2 separate regions of the Danio rerio genome follow, and region 2 is linked to region 1. A link is a contact called in public Micro-C data. All regions are on one chromosome and are shown on one strand. The core of a region is the stretch at or near the end of the contact, and the rest is flanking DNA. Distances in the headings are between cores, read along the strand shown.

Evidence for each region. A called contact is a pair of places that touch in the nucleus more often than the background predicts.
Region 2: a Micro-C map of caudal fin shows a contact between it and region 1, with 2.6 times the contacts expected there. The contact joins the enhancer-like site here to the promoter of pdgfra in region 1. A contact is called at or near these places in 2 of 18 Hi-C or Micro-C datasets (caudal fin and an unstated tissue).

Annotation. Positions count from the first base shown.
Region 1 is chr20:25,023,200-25,029,205 of GRCz12tu, reverse strand. It overlaps pdgfra (platelet-derived growth factor receptor, alpha polypeptide), which reads left to right and starts at 3,012. Exons shown (of 29, transcript NM_131459.3): 1 at 3,012-3,222; 2 at 5,978-6,006. The coding sequence starts at 5,999. It overlaps LOC141379564 (a long non-coding RNA gene), which reads right to left and starts at 2,852. Exons shown (of 3, transcript XR_012396420.1): 1 at 2,652-2,852; 2 at 1,977-2,077.
Region 2 is chr20:25,124,502-25,130,507 of GRCz12tu, reverse strand. No RefSeq gene overlaps it. Among named protein-coding and RNA genes, the nearest start is that of lnx1, 89 kb to the left of the region's middle. Within about 2 kb of position 2,692, at least 13 of the 62 cell types and tissues checked have an H3K27ac peak or open chromatin away from gene starts, as enhancers often do. A contact at or near this core is called in caudal fin, where this site is marked.

The DNA.
Region 1 (6,006 bases), core at 1,763-4,262:
GCTACTGAGCGTTTAATATAAGCACTAAACCTACCAGTAAACTTAACATTCATGGAAAACATTCTGCAGTTTGTATTTTATAAAACATATGGTTTAGTGTGGCTTCAAGTTGTTTACCCAATTACTCAATGGTGCGGATTTTACCATCATTTACTTTAACTAAACATACTCATACACACATAAATAACATAAAGGCCTATATCAAAAATTTAAACCCCAATTCTGTGCTGTTATTGCACCCTCTTTTTTTTTTTTTTTTTTTTTGCAGTTATCTTGTTGCTAATAAAGTTAAAGCCATTATTTTTGATGTGGTTTGTTCTTCGATTCCGTTTATATTATCCCCATAGGGCTTTTTACCCCCCCCCCCCCCCCCCCCCCCTCTCTCTCTCTCTCTCTCTTTGATTGTCTTTTAGGGAATGGACTTGAATAACCAACAGGAGAGAGATGAATGCAGGGTCTCCCAGAGAAGGAACGGACATATACGCCACCATGTGGTAATAGTTCCCTGTAGATGTAGGTAAACAGCTTTTCCTTCTTTAAAAAGGACCCTCCGTCGAAACATCAGAAATGTCTCTCTCTGTGTGAGCATATGCCTGTAAAAGTGATTTATTCGTCTTGGCGTCAGTCAAACTAAAAGGAGGTCGAGTCGACTGAAGTACTGGTGTCCCGAAGCTGACTCGCATTCTCCCGCCCGCTCGCGCATACTGGACATTCTTCTCAGCTGAGTTCCGATCAAACAGACACATCATGACCGAATGTGGAATACTTAACAACATATTGGTTTGGTGCTTTAAACAAACAAACAAACAAACAAACAAACAAACAAACAAACAAACAAACAAACAAATAAATAAATAAATAAATAAATAAATAAATAAATAAAAATAGCTTCCATAAACCACTAGCACCAAATATTTTATATCTAATAACAAGCTACTTATAATGTTGTTAACGACTTTATAAGAGTGGTTAGACGATGTAGCTGCTTTAACTGACAGCTTGTATCTTACCAAACAGTTTCAGAATCGCTGTCAAAAATCACCGCATTGGAAACGAATCAGAAACTATGTATTGATCTAGCGGTAATGTTCAGTACTGCGCCTAAAGAAAACATAACCTCTAATTTGAAACACAACTTTATATTTATGGCTTTGATTTTTACTTTACAGTAAAGCATACTTTGGAAGGAAAAATCATATTACCCATATATATATATATATATATATATATATATATATATATATATATATATATATATATATATATATATATATATATATATATATATATATATATATATATTAATATATATATATAAAGCTTGAGAAAAAAATTGGATTGTGTGCAATTACATAGGCTAATAATTATGATGATGATGATAATGATAATAATAATAATGATAATAACAATAAAATGTTCAATTTATGACAGTTTAAGCTGGAAATTTCTTTTATACTAAAAAAAATACTAAAGGCCCATATTTAATTATGGGCTATTAAAGTTTTTTAAAATTAATTAGTTTAATTAGAGTAATTAATTGCATTTTAAGATGTGAATTGAAAAGTTCCTTTCTGGATACTTTAGCTCGCTCAGCATCTTTTTGGCTTATAACTTTTGGAAACAGTTATGCAGAAACCCTAAAAACAACATACAACAGCAGTTTAATTATACCTGTGGAATTGTGCTTATTGGCAGCAAATTTTTGCTTTTGCTCATTTCAGTGCATTTAACGGATTCCAAACTAAGCACCGATCGCCGCTATTTCTGAATGCTTCAGTTTTAGTCTCAGAGATTAGAGTCTTTTGTTTCCAGAACAAGGGACTCTGTTCTTTTGAGCGACCGGGCGGCACGAACATGTGGAAATAATTGTGCTGAGCAACTGGAGATGTGTGTTTCTCTGCGAGGGTGAGCTGCAAGGCTGCAGGAAGAGCAGCGAGGGCTAGAGGGGGCCAAGCTTGCCCCGGGGCTTCACTCACCACATGCCGGCTCACTCATCTGCACAGAGCTGCAAATCACCGTGTGCTGCGTCGCGTAGGGTACTAATTCATAATGAGCCATTATCTGCAGCCTGCCATGTCTTAAAAAAAGCCAAAGGGAAAGAAAACAGAAAAAGATGTTGTTGTTAGTAAGAGTTTGACTAAACTTTCAGATATCGAATACAAATTATATAGCATATGTCTTTGATGTTATTTATTCAAAACTACGCTGTAATAAATTAGAGAGAGAGAGAGAGAGAGAGAGAGAGAGAGAGAGAGAGAGATTAAAACGAGAACCACTAAATGTGTTTCTTGTGTTAGAGCGCCCCCTGCGTAAATACGCGTGCGCCTTTGATGGACCCCCAATTTTTTTCTGCTGAATGAGCTATTTCAGAAACACACTGTACTCGACGCTAAATTATTAGCATTATTAACCATACTATCCATTATTATCTCATAATCACATAATTTCATCACATAGCCTATATTTAGTGTGCCATCTTGCGTGCACTCCAAAGTCAGAAACCACACAATACAAGTGTGAGTAATTTTAAATCAAGATCCACAAAACAATGCGCAAAACTGCAGCAGCAGCAGCATGAAGCACTGAAAAGCACAATCATCTAAAAGCTGAGCGTGAAGAATGGAGCGTGATGACAAGGTTAATCTAGTTACCGAATGTAATTGTGCATTCCCAATTCCTTGATTTCTTTCCTACCTAAGCCTGTATAAAAACACTTTTAATGGGTCACTTGACTTCATTGTCCCCGCAAAAAGATCCCTTTATTCCAAAAGGGCCCCTCTTAGACTTTACAAAAACATATGGTCCTTTTCTTCCCCGCTCAACCTCTTTTCATGCACCTCCTTCAGAACTGCAGAGCACGGAGAAATCTGACTCCTCTTCGGAGCCGCAGTGTGAAAACACGGACTCTTATTTTGAAAAGACGCCTGGGGCAGAGGGAGAGAGAGGAGGGGCAGTTTCCTGAGAGTTATTTACTTTGAGCCAGATGATTAGTTCTCTGGGAAGGATGGACTGTAGCATTGAATCAATTACAGGTTGCTGTTGCAGAGGCGCATTTGTGTGAGTGGCCGTGGAGCAGGACGGAGGAGCGCAGCACAAGGGAAAGGATTACTACTGCTTTACAACTGAGGACCCTTGGGCTTATTAGAGTATTTTACAAGAGCTTTGCCATTCATTTTGGCTGTTCTTTTTTATCAAAGGGAACAACCAAAAGGGATTAAAAAGGTATTGTATGTTTCAATTAGTTTAATTAGTTTCTTTTGTATTTTCGTTCATGCAAAGTTCCCTCGAAAACGGTTGAACCTCTGAACATAATTGCACTTACTCAGGATTAGACTAATTAAATGTGTTCTTGATTTCTTTTTTTAACAGTTGAGGTTTTTATTAATTAGTTTTCTCTATCTCTGAAACGACCAGTAAAGATAAATTAAACATGCATGCAAATAAATAAATAAATAAATAAAAACATTCGATTTGATAACTTGTTAAAAAGGTTTTTACTTATAAATAATCATGTTCAAGTATTTTTCCCATCAATGCTCACAATGGACACGTACGTTTTTTTACCTAAAAAAGAAAAGATTTTTCTTTTTATTCTGGACACTTTTGCATCGAGCAGGATTATGTCCCATCCAAGGAACAGCGTTATCCCGTAAAGTTAAAGCCTGGTTGTGCTGGATCTCAGTTGGAGCCGCAGGCGCGCAGCTGGGGGTGTCTCAGCCCGTGGAGAGGCGCTCCGCTGGCATCTAATGGCAAACACATTTCTGACTGGAATTGGAGAGTTCTTTGTGCCTTAAAATATTAATCGGATGACCATTTCTATACTGGAATACCACTTAATGGATTAGTAGTCTTCTGAAAGGATATGTATGTGTTGCAAATAGCGATGGAGAAGTAGAAGGAAAGTTTGGCAAACTTATTTGCCGCGTTCTGCGCTGAAGCCCAAGTCGATGATGATGAAGCTGCATGAATGGGAAACTTCTCTCACATCTGGATTAACTTAATGCAATTTTTTGTAGTATTTACCAAGGACTGATGAGACTGTGTTGCTTGGCTGTTATTGTAATAAGACTGGAAAATGTTTAATCATTATTTTTTTCGCCCCTTCCTGCTTTTATACTGGACTTATGAACGTCTCCTCATTTTACACCGCTTTCTTTTATTCTCATGGAAATCGCTTTTACGCGTGAACTAACCAGGTGCTGGACGGCACCCCTCGCTCAGCTGTTGCCCGAAAGTGTCAAGCACAGCGGATGGGTTGTGTTTGGCAGCCAGTTGCGCATCTATGTGTGCGTGTGTGGGCGCCTTGCGATGGGGGGTGCGCGCCGAATATGTGCGGACGCTCCCGACACCGCTGGCTGGGCAGATGAGCGGTACCAAACGCGCACCAGTCTGCCATTACACAAAGGATTCCCACGGCAATCCGATGGACTCTGCACAGAAAGGGGTCGACTAATTACAGTCTTACTCGACACCCCCGGATTCACCAAGGATAACTGGCTTGAGAGGGATGACACGAGCAAACGGGAACTTCGCTGGGCTGTAAAACTCTTTCCCCCCTTTGCTTTGAGCTTTTCCCCTTCACTTTGAAAAACTGCTGAACCATTTTTTTTAAACTAAATGGATCTAAAATATTTGCTCAGTTTTTAATTAGTTTTAAACAAATTTACAGAAAACTACATTTTAATAAATATAACATTTCATCCGGATATAACTGAGTTTTTGCAGAGCTAACCACTTCAGACTGATTGGCATTGACTGTCTGCTGGAGCGCTGATGGAACCCAGGGGTCCGAGCATCAGACAGAGATAAAACACGCGCGCGCGGAATGTCTGATTAGAAACAAGCGCTTAAACTAGTGACTGGTCTTTTGAAATCACAGGAAAACTAAATCCAAAAGTTCTGTTACATCAATGTAATCGTTATTTGTCCACGTTAGTCTAAGTTGGAATATATGTTTTAAATTCAGACGATCAAATTTAATTGTGCAACAGAATAATTTAGATGGAGAAAAAATAACCAATAAACCGTCACCTCATTGTGCGCGCTCGAAGTCGCATTAAGGGTATGCACAATCTCAATCCTGATATTAACTATTATAAGTGTCAAACAAAATTTGAAAGGCGTATTTTTTTCCTATATAGGGTAAAACACTTTTAAAAAGAAAGAGAAAAGGAAGAATTTGGAACAGCCGAAACTGCTGCTTGTACTCGCTTGGGGAAAATGTGTACTGTGTCTCCACCTGGTGGTCAAATAAAGCTGACTGTGCTAAGTTGAAAAAAAGTCTGGCGTCCGTTTACAGACTGAACAGCGTCCAGACTCTTTAAAGACCTTTTATGTCTTGGCACTGAACCTTTCCAAAACTTTCTGCTGCCGATGATTCAAAGATCTCTTCATGCTACCTGAGCTGTTTCTGCACAGAACTTCATCATTTACATTGAGTAAGAGATCAATACAGTACAACGTCATTTGTTGTTGTGTCTATATAGTGTAACGTGCTTTGGAAAACTTCATTTTTTTTGTATTAAATCAGTCAAATTGTGAGCGACACGGTGGCTCAGTGGTTAGAACTGTCGCCTCGCAGCAAGAAGGTTGGTGGTTGGAGTCCCAACTGTGTCAGTTGCCGTTTCTGCATGGAGTTTGCATGTTCTCCCCGTGTTCGCATGGGTTTCCTCAGGGTGCTCCCTCACAGTCCAATTTACATGCGCTATAGGTGAATTGAATAAAATAAACCAGCCGTAGTGTATATGTGTGTATGGATGTTTCCCTGTACTGGGTTGCAGCTGGAAGGGCATCCACTCTGTAAAACATGCTGGATAAGTTAGCGGTTCATTCCACTGTGTTTTGTACAACCCAGAGCTTACACAAAAATAGTTTGAACTTAAATTTTACATTATTTAGTTTCTTTGTCGTTTTTTAAAATCTGATTTTCATATTTTCTTTATGGTTTTTAAATGGTTACCTCTTTTTCTTCTTTCAGCTGAGCACAATCTACGTGACCATGGGATT
Region 2 (6,006 bases), core at 1,443-3,942, 100 kb before region 1:
GTATTTAAAATTTAGTTTGGCAACATTTTAATAATTGTTTTAATTAGTTTTGGTATGGCTGTTGATGCTTGTTTTAAAGCGACCTTGGGTGTCCAGAAAAGCGCCATTTACAAATTCAATGAATTCAAAAGTTCACACTTAGCTAATGATTGATTATAAAGCTTGTTTACCATTGGCCAGAGCCGTGTTTGGGCTCATGTAGATCTCGAGAACTCCCCTGCTGTAGTAGCTAATGAACAGAGAGTGATTGCTCTTAAGAGATAGCTACTTTCTAGGAGCATGTCTATGGTGCCGATTTGAATTAGTTAATTAACTTAAGTTGGGTGTTTTTGGACGCTGGGAGGAAACCCACGTGAGCACAGGGAGAATGTGTTAACTCCGGACAAAAATGTCAGATGGCTTGGTAAGATGGTAACAAATGTTACGACTTCTTGATGTTAGACTAGGGACTGAAGTAGCATTTATATTGTGACAATTTTGTGTAATATGGGAGAAGGAGAGCCATGCATCAACCAAAATACTGCCATAAAGAGAATAATTTATAGATAAAGATAAAGATAACAACAAATAACCACAAAAGGTAAATTATAAACAATGAATAATAACAAAATAATCCAAAAACAATAAACCCTGCAAGGGAAGAGGACGAAAGTGGCACTGAAAAAAACAAAACAAAAAATAAATAAAAAAATAAAACTAACTTCGTATAACCCTTTTACCTGAGTGAAAACAAAATAATCGAAAGCAAGTCTTTGGCATTTACACGTCCTAAATTACCTACTCTAAACTTAACCAAACAGAAAAATACAAAGCCTGCGCTCACTCCTAAAACTGATGTGTATATACGAAGGTTCGCTAGGTGATGTAAGGATGTAAGGATGTTGTTAGCAACAGTGCTAACCACTGGGTCACCATGCCACCCATATAGGAAAGGAGGAGGAGTAGGGGTAGAAGGGGGGATTAGTCAAAACAAAGATGGTTGTTATATGAAACTTAGAGTATTTATAGTGGCTTAGGGATCGTCTGATTGGTGAATCATAACTTGTATAATGCGGGACCAACCACGCGCAGTTATAAGCACGGGATCCTCTCAAAATTAGTTTATAAATAAACTTCACTTGATATTATTAATTTGCTATGGTTACAACTGAATTAGTACAAAATAACTGTATAAAATGATAAACCATGAAATGATAAAAACATTTGATACAAATTGTACCCAATAGAGCCAGAAAAGATGGACTCCAGAGCAGGAGAGGAGCAGAGCAGCAAAAGCACAGAGCATGAAAAGAGGCCGAGCAAAATCTACCACCTATTTTGTATCTTTTTGAGTATGTAACCAAAGCCCAAATACTGAGACATACAAACTGACCAATCAACATGTGACCATATCATAAAACTTCCAAAGTCCACACATATTAAGCACTCCCTGATCTTATCAGATCCCTGAATCTGCCTTTGGAATCTGTATAAACTATTCTTTGTGAAAAAGATCTTTTGCAATATAAACAAATGCATAATTTGCACTCTTACATAAACAGTTGTTATTTTTTCCCCCCAAAAAATCACTTTTTTTAGATTCTCTCTGTCTGTAAATGTATTTATTTACATTTAGGCAATGTAATCTGACTTGTTTTAGATCACAAAAAAAAAAAAAAAAAAAAAAAAAATTGACTGGCAGAGGCTTGTGAACATGCAAATGTATTGTTCAATTATTGACATATTCATTTCAAATCTCCAGCATATGATAAATATTTCATGCTTCAAGCAAACATTGACATTACAATGGCAAAGACTAAGACTTCTAGATTTGAAATATTATTGTTGTATTTTTGCAATCCATTATTAATGAATGCCAGTAGATATGAAGGCACAGTATTTCTAAACTATAAATCATGTGAATCGTGAAGTCACGTAAGCAACAAAAAAGTACTTTCTTTTTGAAATCTCATGGATATATATCTTTATAAAAACTGGCTAAACTGGTTTGATTTAAATCTAATCCAATAGCCATTATATTCACTGGAGTAAAAACAGAGATCCAGCCCTGTGTATTGCATGTACTTGTTTAGACTGGAAACTGTTTGTGCGTGTGTCATGGAGATGTCAACGGAGGAAAAATGCCCTGTGCTGAACTCTATGAAATTAGCCTAATTATCCATTCCTCATCCACTTATGGAAGAAAACAGCACAAGATGACTGATCCCTCTTTCACATTCTCCTTGCCTGTATGCGCTCTCTGTCTTTTAGAGTGCAACGTTTGCATCTGACAGCTAAAAGCCTGATGTCTGGTCAATAATTGATCCTATCTGAGTGTTCTTCATGCTCCGGAGAGAAAAAAACCTCTGGCCATGTCTCTCTCTCTTTCTATCCATTCCCTTTCACATTGCTCCTAACAACAACATTCCTCTATTTTTGACATTTCTCTCTATACCTCTCTTTCTCATTCACATCTTTCCAGCCTCCTACATACACCAACAACCCCCCCCCCCCCCCCCCCCCCCCCCCCCCCCACACACACACCCCCCTCCTCCCAACCGCACCCCCCATGTCTTTGTGATGTGCAAGAAAGTGCGTCACTGGTGGTTTATTCCCAGCATTCCCTCAGGCGTCCAGTGACTCCTCAGCTGCACTTTCATTAATGATCCATTACTGACAAACTGTCAACGAGCACTCAAACCTGCATGCACACGCACAGGCAGATGATGCTTTCATGTTCTGCCATGCCACATAATCATAGATAAACACACGCATGTGCTTGAAGCTCATCTTGAGGATATGAATGAGTGCGTGGTTATTCACACGGGGGCTAAATTTTCGTTTCTCATTTTAGCAGCACAAACGTGTTCTTTTTTTAATAAGGTTTGTTTTTAGTTGTGAAGCACTTACACTGGCATTGGTATTCATTGCATTTATTAAACATGAACTGTTTGCACAGACTGGAGAAACGCTAAAATTGTTCTCTTACTGTGTGTGGAGGAAAACTAACAGTTTTATGGTTATATATAATGCACTGTTAGGGGAAAGTAGGGGAAACTTTGTATAAGTACATAAAAAGAACAAATTGACATTTCCTGTGTTATTATAGGGTGGTTGTCGGAATGTTAAAAATGCAAAACAGGTTTTAGTTGCAGTCTGGCCTTGCTAATAAAGTGAAACAAAAATGTAAAGGTTACTTGTTTAAAATGGTGTAATTAACAGATTCTTTTACAAAAGTATTTATTGTTTTACAGAATTATTCTGAGCGTATTTTTTTTTGACTGTTTTTTTTTTCAGCTCAACAGGATTGATTTGATAAAGTAATTGAATTTATTTTAATCAAATATATATTAAGTAGAAAATGTGTAAATTATTAATCCATGTTTTATCAGTGCTCGCCACAGTGGAATGAGCCACTAAGTCAAAGGAAAGTTGAGTGAGTGATACTGTAGTTTAAATATACAGTTTTATACCGGCCAAAAGTTTGGGGTCAAAAGGTTTTTTTTTTTTTCATGTTTTTTTTTTTTTTTTTTTTTAAAGAAGATTATTATGTTCATCAAGGCAGCATTTATTAAATGTAAATAAATGTTTTTCATTTTTTAATATTTATTACAATTTTAAATAACCATTTTCTTATTGTTTGTAGTTTCAAATTAAATTATTACTCCAGTCATTATTGCTTTTAGTACTATTTTCATTTATAATAATAATAATAATAATAATAATAATAATGATGATGATGATGATGATGATTATAATGATAATAATAATTAATATTAGAGTGATTTCTAAAGGATCTTGCGACTTTGAAGACTGGAGTAATCAAGCTGAAAATTCATATTTAAAATCACTGGAATAAATAATTAAATTAAATTATAAACTACTTTCAAACAACATGCAACAACATTTTACAAATTTACCTTTTGTTCTGTATTTTTGATTACATAAATGCAGGCTTGGTGAGCAGGATAAGCTTATTTTAAAACATTTAAAAATCCCACTGACCCCAAACTTTCAGCTTGTAGTGTATATTAAATAGAAACTACGTAAATTATTCCCTGTTTTATAAGGGGTCGCAACAGCGGAATGAACCACTAAGCCGAAAAAAAAGGGAAGAAAAATATATATTAAAGAATATAAAAAATGAGATTGCACACACGAAAAATACTAAGTAGAGTTATTGTTTTTAAAATTGATGATAATGTATATTTATGTCTCAGTGGCGCAGTGCGCACAACACTTGTGGCAACAGATGACAAACAGTGATAAAAACGGTCCATGAACTATTCACCGCAAACTTCAGCATCTGTCTACATGTTCCGCTACACTAAACCTGAAAATCCATTTTTTACTGGGGAGATTGCACAGTCACGGATCCTGGACTCAGGATCCTGGACTCAGGTAAAGTGGTCTGGTGTGTGTGGGTGCCTCATCATAAAGGACAAGAGACAGAGGTTAGAATCGCACTTATGAGGCACAGCCATTTTTACAATATATATATATATATATATATATATATATATATATATATATAATATAGAGTTTATTATTTTTTCACTCAATACACTTTTTAAATATCTGTGCAACACTCCACATGTGGGGTCTCTGTTACTTAATCTTGTCTCCTTTTTTCTCCTGGTTGTACAATACTTGTCATTTGAGCCCCTTCAGCAGGTTAATAGATCCACCCCCTGCTGGACTCATCAGACCCTTTAACCTCCGTCTCTAAAAAGTACATCGACAACCTGCCAGCTCTCATTTAATGGCCAGCGCTGGTCTTTACATAGTTTCAATTATACAAACCCATCCCAGAGTTTGTCTTATAAGAACCAGACCTGAATTAAATGTAGGACATAGTAAAAGGTTTTTAAAACGAACAGCTTACAGTGCTGCTGACTCACCAATGTTTACAGTAAGACAAGGTCATTTCAACCCTCAGAGCCATCAATTATTGAACATCTTCTGTAATCTTTCTCGGGACATGACATTTAATGTATAGGCATGCATTACTTAATACTGTTACATCAGAAGCTCTGTGGCAGATTACATAATGCTTTTTAAAATTGGCATATCTAAAGAAGGTTGCAGGTTTGATTGCTTTATAATTGTTGCATTTTCAAAAATTCAATAAAAAATTGCTAAAAAAAATATCGGTAACACTTTATTTTGATGGTCCATTAGAGTATTAGTTGACCGTTTGCTTAATATCTGTTGATACTGCTCCTTCAACAAACATTTACTAAGAAACTTTGCAAATACATGTCAACTTACACTAACCCTAACCCCAACCCTAACCTAACAGTCTATGTATAATCTAATGAGATTGGGTTGCCATGTAGATGCAATGTAACTTAAATACAACTAAAACGAACCATCAAAAGTGTGATCAAAATATAGACTTTGTGATAATGAATGACAGTGTGAGATAATCAATAAAAGGGATGTTTTTCAGTCTTTTAGCTCATAAAATTATCAGGGAAAGTGGAAAGAACCTTATGTGCATTATTAAGATCACAATATACTTTAATTCAGGGATTTCAGTAGAAACATGGAGTTAAAATGTGCAATGCTAAGGTAAAATCGGGGCCTATAATACATAGTGTTCTTTGTGAACACATAGGATTCAATTAGCTTCATTATGAAGTGAAGTTTCACAAACTATTTTGAGAGGAGCACTTGATATGATCAACTACAGCTGATCCTTATTGCTAATCATTAGCTAGCCTATCAGATCATTCTTAAACTACTATAAATATCCTGCCTAAACTTCATTCCCTATCTTCGTCTTTGGAGCCCCACCCTCATCCTTTCCCTCAATTCCATGATCGGGTGACACGGCGGCTCAGAGGCTGGCGCTGCTGCCTCTCAGCGGGAGGGCCAAAGGTTCAAGTTCTAATTGAGCTAGTCGGCACTCTCTGCACGGAGTTTGCATGTTCTCCTCGTGTTTGCGTGGGTTGTCCCCAGGTACTCTGGTTTCCTCCCACAGTCTAAAAATATGTACATAAGCAAATTGTAACAACAGTCACA